Linked DNA regions of Pan troglodytes: region 1 is linked to region 2. Evidence: chromatin contacts called from public Hi-C data. All regions are on one chromosome and are shown on one strand. Each heading gives the region's core, a stretch centred on a gene start, on an enhancer-like site or on the middle of the called end of the contact. The rest is flanking DNA. Distances are from core to core; before and after follow the strand shown. Region 1 holds the start of CA10 (carbonic anhydrase 10). Region 2 has its middle 110 kb from the start of UTP18.

Region 1 (4,707 bases), core at 2,130-4,629, 790 kb before region 2:
TGAAAAGGTCTAAGAATATTTTCTAGCTTCATGGAACTTTTTTTTCCACATTTCTTTGGTTTGTTTTTTGGGCTAAAAAAACAACAAAAAAGAGAGGCAGAATTTACTTAAATGTAAAGGCTTCTATTTAATGCATTTTTTTTACTGAGTTATTTTCTGTATTAAGATGGTGAATTTCTCAGAAAAACATATAGCAACCTACTCTAGAAATGTAGTAGCCTAGAAATGACTCAAAAATGTATGGCTCTTTCTTCTAGCAATTGCTAGTATGGAATCAATATGTTGGGGACTATTGTATTCACTGCTGTATTCCAAGTGCCAGAACCAGAACTGACATCTAGCAGGTGCCAAAATTCTATCATTAGAAACGCTTTTGATTACTTCTGATTCCCAGTGATCTTTTCCTTATCCCAACTAATGTAGTTGGGTTCTAAATTGCATTGTCTACCATTAAATTTTAATACCACCTTTGATTAACTTCCAGCTGTCATATGTGTACTTCTGTTCTCTTTAAGTGCAAAATAACCTCCCCAAGATGATATTTTTCATTTTACAGAGCATATAAGGAAGTGGTGTGACATGACTTCTGAGTTTAGACTTTCCAGCTATGGTCTCTACACTACTGATTTGCAGCTGTGCAGCCTTGGGCAAATAACTACCCTGGTATTGTTTTATTGTCAGTAAAAGGGAAGTGATAATAACATTTATCTCACGGTCACATTATGATGATTAAATGAGATAATTTATGTAAGGGATTCAGAATGCTTCACACATAATCTTCACACATAACAATCAATACACATAATACTTCACACACAACAATCAATACACTCAAACTTTTTTTAAACTAACAAATACTGTCATATGAGTTGGTCCCTTTCTTAAAAACTGAAAGCACTTAGTGGCAGATCACAGATTAAATATTCTTTGGGAATGCTAGAGGTGAGTATGCAGACTGAAAGGGTGGAAATAAAGTATTATTTTACTGGCATTGGCTCTTAAAGCAGAATATAGAGGGATATATGGTCTGCAGATTTTTTGAAAGCAAGGATAATGCATTTTCAATTACAAAGCCCAAGCATCTTGCCACAGTGTTTGACACATATATAATAATTGCAGAATTCATTAGTAAATGAGTGGGTAGTGACATAAAAATTCAGGCACCATGCTTCTGCTTCCAGAGGAGAGACCTCTTCTGCCAGCCTATCTCCCCACCCAAGCAGGGATGGTAGGTCGCTGTCCACGGTTCTGAACTCTCACCAGGCTGGAATCTGCTCATCTTTGTCAGACTGCTTTTTTTTTTTTCTTTCTCCCTCTCTCCTCACAAAAAAAAAGAAAAAAGAAAGAAAAAATAATAATAATTCTTCATGCAGTCTACTTTCAAGGCACGGAGACAAACGCCCCCATATATTTCCCAAATGGGCTAATTCTCACTATCCGGAATTCTTTTAATGTTCTGAAGTTTCATGCTTTTCCCTGCTGAGCCTGGAAGCTCCCTACATAAGAATGCTGGATTTATTTCATCTGGGCCTAGATTTTTAATGTGTTGACCACCTAGAGTCCTTGGCCTTTGTTTCACAGAACAGATCTCACGGCCACATCTCCTTCTTTAAGAGTAGGCAGGTCTGCCGGCGATTCCTTTTTCGAATCCCTAGAGTCGGTGGGACTACGTAGCTCTGGCTCCCGCAGCCGCCCAGCCCAGAGAGCTCAGAGAGCTGCTGATCTGCTCTACGTTCTCTCTTGTTCCTCCCTCTTCTCCCCGCCACTCAGCAAAAAGACCCGCCAGACTCCTGGGCAGTTGGAGTCCCTTCAAGAACCCTGGGAGCACTGTAATGTAACTCCTTTAGCTCCCACTCCGCACCCTCAGATGCCGCACAGCCTGGGTGCTGGGATCAACACGGGAAGATTCACTAGATTGACTCTGTGCGGATGAACGGGCACCCTTTCCTTCCCCTCCTCCATCTCCACTTATCTATCTTTTGTGCAGTTCTTAGACCGAGGTTTATACTGAAATAGCTTCTAAACATCAAATATTAAAAGTGGATAAAAAATCCCCGCGGGGTATGTGTGTGTTTGTGTTTGTTATGTGTGTGTTCATCCGCGCTTGTGCAAAATCTCCTAACGTCACAGTTCCCAATCGGGACAAGCGCGCCGAGAAATCCTGGATCTTCCCAGGGATTCCCTCTACGCTCCCTCCTCTTCTTCAATAACCCCAAAGAGGTAGGTTTGAGCTTTCGCAAACCACCACTGCAGCGATGGAAGCAAACAAATCTGTTGAGATTTTGTCTTTCCCCTTTCGTTCCCAGCCCTCTTAGGCAAGCAGTTCTGAGCACAGGGTTTTCTTCAATTCCCCTGCATCCACACTGCAACCGGGTGCAAGTCTTTCCTAGGTTGTAGACAGCCCGCCTCCCCACGAGACCTTCTGCGGACTGGCTGCCCCTGGCCTCGGCCTGGGTGGGTGGGTGGTGCTCGCGCCGCCTCTACTTTCCCCTGGGGCCCTGGAGAGCCGCGCGCTCGGTGTGTGTGCGTGCGCGCGCGGGTTTGGTGGGGAAATCTCCTTCAGTGGAAGCTGCTGAGTGTCGTTGGCGGAAAGTATCCTGGAGCCCAGCAAAAGCCTCCAAAGCACTAGAGCTTCCCTAAAGAAAAGCAGAATAAAAGAAGGACAAGAAGGGAAGCCCGTTCCTCTAAAGCCCAGGTTTCCAATAGTCCCGGATCCTCCTGGAGTTGGGCGAAGGCGCAGTTGGCAGCAGCCGCTGCTGGTACCCGGACTTGGAAAGGCGGTGTTCCCCCTTTTCGGGAGGAGGGAGGCAGGGACTTGCAGGCAAGAGTTGCACCTGGTCTAGGAACCTGCAGAGAAAAGAACTCTGGGGTAAGTAGTGTTCTGGCACTGGAACGGAAAGGGGTAAGGGGGGGGGCATGAGAGGGACGAAATGGAGAGGGCAGGGAATGAATTATGCAAAAAAAAATCTCCAATATTTCGCAGCGGAGGGAGAGCACAGCACAGCACTCCCAGGATGAGTCCTGCCTGGGTCTCCCGCGCCGAACCCGCAGCACGAAGTTCTTTTTAAGAAGAGAAACTCGAAAATCCTGGAGGGTAACAGAGGCAGCCAGGGCGGGGCGGAGTGCGGAGGCGGCTGCCAGGGACTGGGGCCGAGGCGGCGGCCAAGGTGGCCTGAAGCTGTGACACCCAGCCTCCTCCTCCTCCTCCTCCTCATGGCCGCGCTCAGCCTCACCTCCCCGCCCGGGCCTCCTGCCTCCGCCCCCGGGTGCCGGGCTGCGGAGCTGACGCTGGGACTCCCGGCGGCGGCGAGGACGCTCACCTGGCCAAGCCTCCTTCTCCTCCTCCCCCTCCCGCCCCCACCTGTCCTCCTCCTCTCTGAGTTGGGAAGCGTAGGGATCCGTAGGCGAGGAAATAACGACCCCTGCAGTTGTACTGCGGAAAATCTCGGCAGCGGCGCTAGTTGCGGGCGATGGAAGCCAGGCAACTGGGGGTTCTGAAGAGTTCAGGAAAATAGCAGAGGAGCAGGAAGGGCGCGCGCGACCTGGAGAGTCCGTGTGCCCCCACCGCGCCCCAGTCCCCGGGGCCCAGCCCTTCCCCTCGGCGCCCTGGACGCACTGCCGGAACCCGGCTGAGAGGCTGCAGGCTGCGCGCGGACTTGGGGAGCAGGGAGGGTCGGCGGAGGCTGCCGGCGGCTGGCGGTTTCGGGCAATAATCCCTGCCTCTCTTTCTCTGTGTGTCTGCTGTGTCTGCTCCTTCCCCGCCCCCCGGAAGCAGGAGAAGAACGGCCCCGGAGCGCAGCAGCCACCCTCCGACCATGCCCCGATGAGGGGGGCGGACTTCGAGGGCAACTTGCCGCGGACTGCCTGGGCTTAGCCAGCGAGCTACGCGCTCCCGGGAGCCCGGAATTGCACGGCGCGGCCCGGCGGGGGGCTATCGTCTATGTCTTCTTGGGGCGCCAGACGAATCGGGGTCTCGTTTTTGCTGGAAGAGCCCAGTGTTGGTGGCTTCAGGTGGCTGCTGCCGCCGCCGCCGCCGCCGCCGCTGCTAGTGCGGTTTCCGCCGCTGGTGCGAAGAGAAGAGACACGCGAGCGGGGAGACCTCCAAGGCAGCGAGGCATCGGACATGTGTCAGCACATCTGGGGCGCACATCCGTCGAGCCCGAGGGGAGATTTGCCGGAACAATTCAAACTGCGATATTGATCTTGGGGGTGACTGTCCCTGGCCGGCTGTCGGGTGGGAGTGCGAGTGTGCACTCGCTCGGAAGTGTGTGCGAGTGTGTATGTGTGTGTGCCGTGTCGGGCTCCCCCCTTCCCCCCCGGTTTTCCCGTCGAGTGATGCACTTGGAATGAGAATCAGAGGATGGAAATAGTCTGGGAGGTGCTTTTTCTTCTTCAAGCCAATTTCATCGTCTGCATATCAGGTACGGGACGCGCCGAAGTCACTGGCTGATTTGGATTATGTTGTGATGTCTGGGGTGTATGGGGTTTTATTGTATGTAGCCGCGGGGCAGAGAGAGGGGTGGCGAGACCCTTTCAGTTCTGCGGGTTTGCCGCCTTCAGAATCAAAAATCTTCTCAGCCCAAGGGTGTGTGAATGTGTGTGTGTGTTGGGTGGGGGGCGGGGGGTGGTTAGGATGTGTGTGCAGTCCTAGAAGGGTGAAGGAAAAAGTGGTGGGGGATGAGAAAGAAGAGGCAGATGGGTGTTGAT
Region 2 (4,185 bases), core at 1,409-3,908:
CTCGGCCACCCAAAGTGCTGGGATTACAGGTGTGAGCCACCATGCCTGGCCTAAAATTGCTGTTTTTCTAAGACCAAAGCAGCTAGGTCTTGGAAATGTTGTTTGGTTCAAACTAATGTTTTGAAAAATGGAAAATTCCATATTCATGGATGATGTATTCACAACCCTCCTCCGAAAGTTTACTTTTCAAAACCAACAAGCAACACAAAGGACTGATTTGGCTTTCAGTTGATGAGTAAGAGAAGTAAGGGCCCGAGGGAGAGTGGGCCGTGCTCTCAATCATGCCCAGTCCCCGGCAGCTCCAGCAGGAGGGATCACAGCCGCCTATCAAAGGCTTCATCTGCTGAAACAAAGTCAGACCCTGCATATTCTGCTCGGAACCCCTATGTGCTTCATTTGCTGGCAAGATGATCTCGTTCCCTGCTTCTGTTTCCCCTTCGTGGACTCTAGCACTTCCTCTGCTTCCCAGCAAGCGTGAAGTCTTCCAGGACTCCGAGCTCAGCCTGCAATTCCACTCCTGGCTTCTCCTACTGCAAGGTGTCTTTTCCTTACCGTACACCCCCTCCCAAACCCTCTTTCCCCCCTACTCCCCATTCAATGCCAGCACACCACAGGATGGCTTTCGTGAATGTTTTTAAATGTCTCAGAAATGTATTACAATGGAAATGTTTGTCATTTTTATCCAGGTCTATTCCCCTAAAAATGTGGGCTGTCTTGAGAAAACTTCAATAAGGCAGGATGCTGCTTTCAGAGAAAAGAGACTCCAGGAGAAGCTGGGAAACTTGCAACCTTATTGAGGAGGACCTGGGGAAAGAGAGGCCTAGGAGATGGCAACCCAATAAGGGGCACAGTTGGCCAGAAAAAAGGAGCTGTCCAGGAAGGGATGAACCCTCAAAAGCTACCCATAGGAGTTTTCAGGGTCTGATTCACCCCAGGTGGGCTTCTCCAGGAAAAACATCCTGAAGTCACATACCCTGAGACAGGCAATGCAGCCTTTGGTTCAGATGCTGCTGCTGGCAGTCCTGTGGGAAGGAGGTAGAGACTGAGAAGAGGGAAGGGAAGTGTGCAGAGTAAGTCAAGAAGCTGACGTTACTGGACATGGGGTACCCACCGACAAGGCTTGTGCAACTTCTCCATTGTTTACAAAGCAGGCATTTCACCAAAACAAGGCTCTTTAGTTTGGTGATGTTATACAAAGAGTGCAATATTTAGGACATATTTATACTAAAATATTGTTCATTGTTTATCTGAAATTCAAATTCAACCTTTGTCCTGTATTTTACTGGCAAACCTAGGAGGGTGGGGAGCCTTCCAGAAGGGATACAAAACCACCTACCCAACCTGTGATGACAGCCTACCCACACCTCTCCCGCAAGGTGAAACCTACACTACCATCAGCACAGATGAAGGACAGGCTCACATTTCAAACGGAGAGTCAAGGGGGTTCAGGATGAAGATGCGACAAAGAAGTGCTCCCAGCTCCCTGCATCCAGCCTGGGCTCTGGCCCAGTTCCCAGACCAAGGGTCTAAGCATACATGATGTAAGTAGCTCCTACACCTACCTGTCCATCACCTCCAGGAAGTATTGTAGCCCTCACCCTGTGACACCTTCCCCGAAGTACATCTGTGGTCCCTACAGCAACATTTTTAAATTTTAATCTTGACTATGTAAATGATAGCTGTAAATGATTATGCAAATGGTTCACTGTAAAAGAAATGGAAAATAAAGGAAACCCTAAGTGAAAGAACAAGAGGCAATCCTATTGTGCTGAAATGCTCTCTTGCAGTCTTTTCATATGCATATATGAACTTCTATTTACATAGCTGGCATCATACCATACATTCATGGTTTTCCCTTGTTTTTACTCCAGCTGTTTTTTCATTTGACATCATCTCATTCAACTCAACTTTAGTCAATAAATATTTACCAAATGTCTGCTATAGGCGCCTCACTGTGTGCGGAGCAGTAAACAAGCCTGACACAGTCTCTGCCCTGTGATGCTGTGGTTCAGGGTGGGAGTCAGAGACTGAACCAGGGAGATAAAAAGTGAATTAAATAGTCTCCTACAAAGTCTGCAATATAATTCAATTGTACATTTTGCTTTCGAGGAAATATGTTCTTAGAAATACAGAGAGAATATTTTAAAGGGTTATATTTAAAGTAAATATTTTGTGTATGACTCTAAGTCGTAGAACATTTAAGTGAAAATAGGTATTGCCTATTTGAATTTATTTGTGCCTCACGTGAACCCCAAGGCTTCCTGGGATTGCTACTTAACAAAGCACTGTGATGTCTGAAGGGCCAACATGTTCTTCTACCACATGATTTTGGGGTCTGCCTCCAACACTTCTGTGTGACACTTTTGTGTGAATAGACTATAAGTTCTTTAACACGTTATAGATAAACATTTACATTGATTCTAAACATTTACTTTTATAATAACAGAGCAATGAACATCTTTGTGCATGAATATCTGTGTGTGCAAACCTGATTATTTATTTGGGATAAACTCTATCATCCACATAAAGAATGAGTCTGGGACAGAAATTGGCTGGTTATACACAAAACCTACTTCCTCATTCTCCCGGGCACAGGCTAGACTACATTTCCCAGCCTCTTTTGTAGTTAGGGATGGCCACATGACTCATTTCTGGCCAATGGAATGAAGGCGGAAGTGATGTTTCCATCCCCACTGGGCCTGGCTGGAATGCCTCCCGTGTGTGCTCCTCCATGTTCTTTCTACTTCTTGTAAGAATCTGTAGAAGCCACGTGTTGAAAATGGAAGAGTCCCAATTTGGAAGGAGGTTGGGTGCTTCTATCACCATTTGAGGAAGAATTACCCACTAGCTGATCAGGGATCAGCCATTTTGAACATTACACAAGCAGGAAATGAACTTCTATTGTGGTAAGCCACTGAGATTTTAAGTTTTATCTGTTATAGCCACTAGTGTTAACTAATACAGGAGTCCTGCCTTCACTTCCCCTGCCTGAGTCCAATCCAGGTATGCCCAGCTGGGCATCTCAGGTGGTAGAAATGCCATGGTCCTCACTCAAAGTTTCCTCTCCATTCGCGTATGCACCTATCCACAGGAACCAAGCCCCAGTCTTTTTCCTGATAGTCTTCCTCCCTAGGAATCATCCCAAAAGCTGAGCCTCAGTGGAAGCTGCCCTACCCAGATATCCACCTGGGAAGACCCCAGAGAAAGCCACTGGCTGCCTACCCTGGGATTTGCTTTGTAACCTCTGCATCTAGAAGACCAGCACCAATTTCTACTCAAGGAACAAAAAGAATCTATACACATCACAGAATAAATAACCCCACAGATTACAAATAACCCATTCTCCAGGCTCACTGGCCTCATTCTATGCCCGGAAACCTCTGTGTCATTTTGTCTCTATATCTCTTTCATCAGAAAGCAAAATGCACAATGTAGCTCTGTTCTGGGAAGAGCTATGGGTTACTGCAAATGGAAGCGTCTGACTATGACTGCCGGACTGCCTGGAGTTTGGGTCAGCAGGGGATGTCAGCTTTTCAATCCCTCTCTAAAAGCCCCTTCCCCCAACTATGCATTAGGGAGACTTCTCTGTAGCTGGAAGACAGACGCTTAGTGTTCCTTCCTGGAGGCTGCAAGCCCATCCATCCTTGTGCTGTGATTGCCATCTTGTGGCAGAGAGACAACAAGGCAATGGGGGAGGACCCAACCAATGATGAGCCTCCCAAGAGCACCACGAGATGATGGTCAAAATCAGAGTTCCTTCCAAAGACCTTTCCTTTGTCTGCCCCCGCCACCCACCACCAAAAAAAAAAAACGTCCTGCTCTCTGTTTACCATTCCCCAAATCATATGCTTTGGGGATTCTCTGCAACTGGTTTTTTTATTTAGCTATTATAAAAATGATACATGCCCATCATTTACAAATTTAGGCCGGGTGCAGTGGCTCATGCCTGTAATCCCAGCACTTTGGGAGGCCAAGGTGGGTGGATCACAAGGTCAGGAGATCGAGACCATCCTGGCCAAAATGGTGAAACCCCGTCTCTACTAAAATACAAAAAATTAGCCAGGCGTTGTGGCGCGCACATGTAGTCCCAGCTACTCAGGAGGCTGAGGCAGGAGAATCGCTTGAACCCAGGAGGCAGAGGTTGCAGTGAGCTGAGATTGAGCCACTGCACTCCAGCCTGGGCGA

Evidence for each region. Hi-C and Micro-C count contacts between places; a contact is called where the count stands out from the background.
Region 1: a Hi-C map of induced pluripotent stem cells shows a contact between it and region 2, with 1.8 times the contacts expected there. The contact joins the promoter of CA10 here to the enhancer-like site in region 2. A contact is called at or near these places in 1 of 7 Hi-C or Micro-C datasets (induced pluripotent stem cells) and 1 of 1 datasets of contacts at active chromatin or transcription factors (stem cell-derived excitatory neurons).

The regions. Positions count from the first base shown.
Region 1 is chr19:65,301,936-65,306,642 of NHGRI_mPanTro3-v2.0_pri, reverse strand. It overlaps CA10 (carbonic anhydrase 10), which reads left to right and starts at 3,379. Exons shown (of 9, transcript XM_001171455.7): 1 at 3,379-4,421. The coding sequence starts at 4,361.
Region 2 is chr19:64,509,169-64,513,353 of NHGRI_mPanTro3-v2.0_pri, reverse strand. No RefSeq gene overlaps it. Among named protein-coding and RNA genes, the nearest start is that of UTP18, 110 kb to the right of the region's middle. Within about 2 kb of position 2,658, at least 10 of the 24 cell types and tissues checked have an H3K27ac peak or open chromatin away from gene starts, as enhancers often do. A contact at or near this core is called in induced pluripotent stem cells, where this site is marked.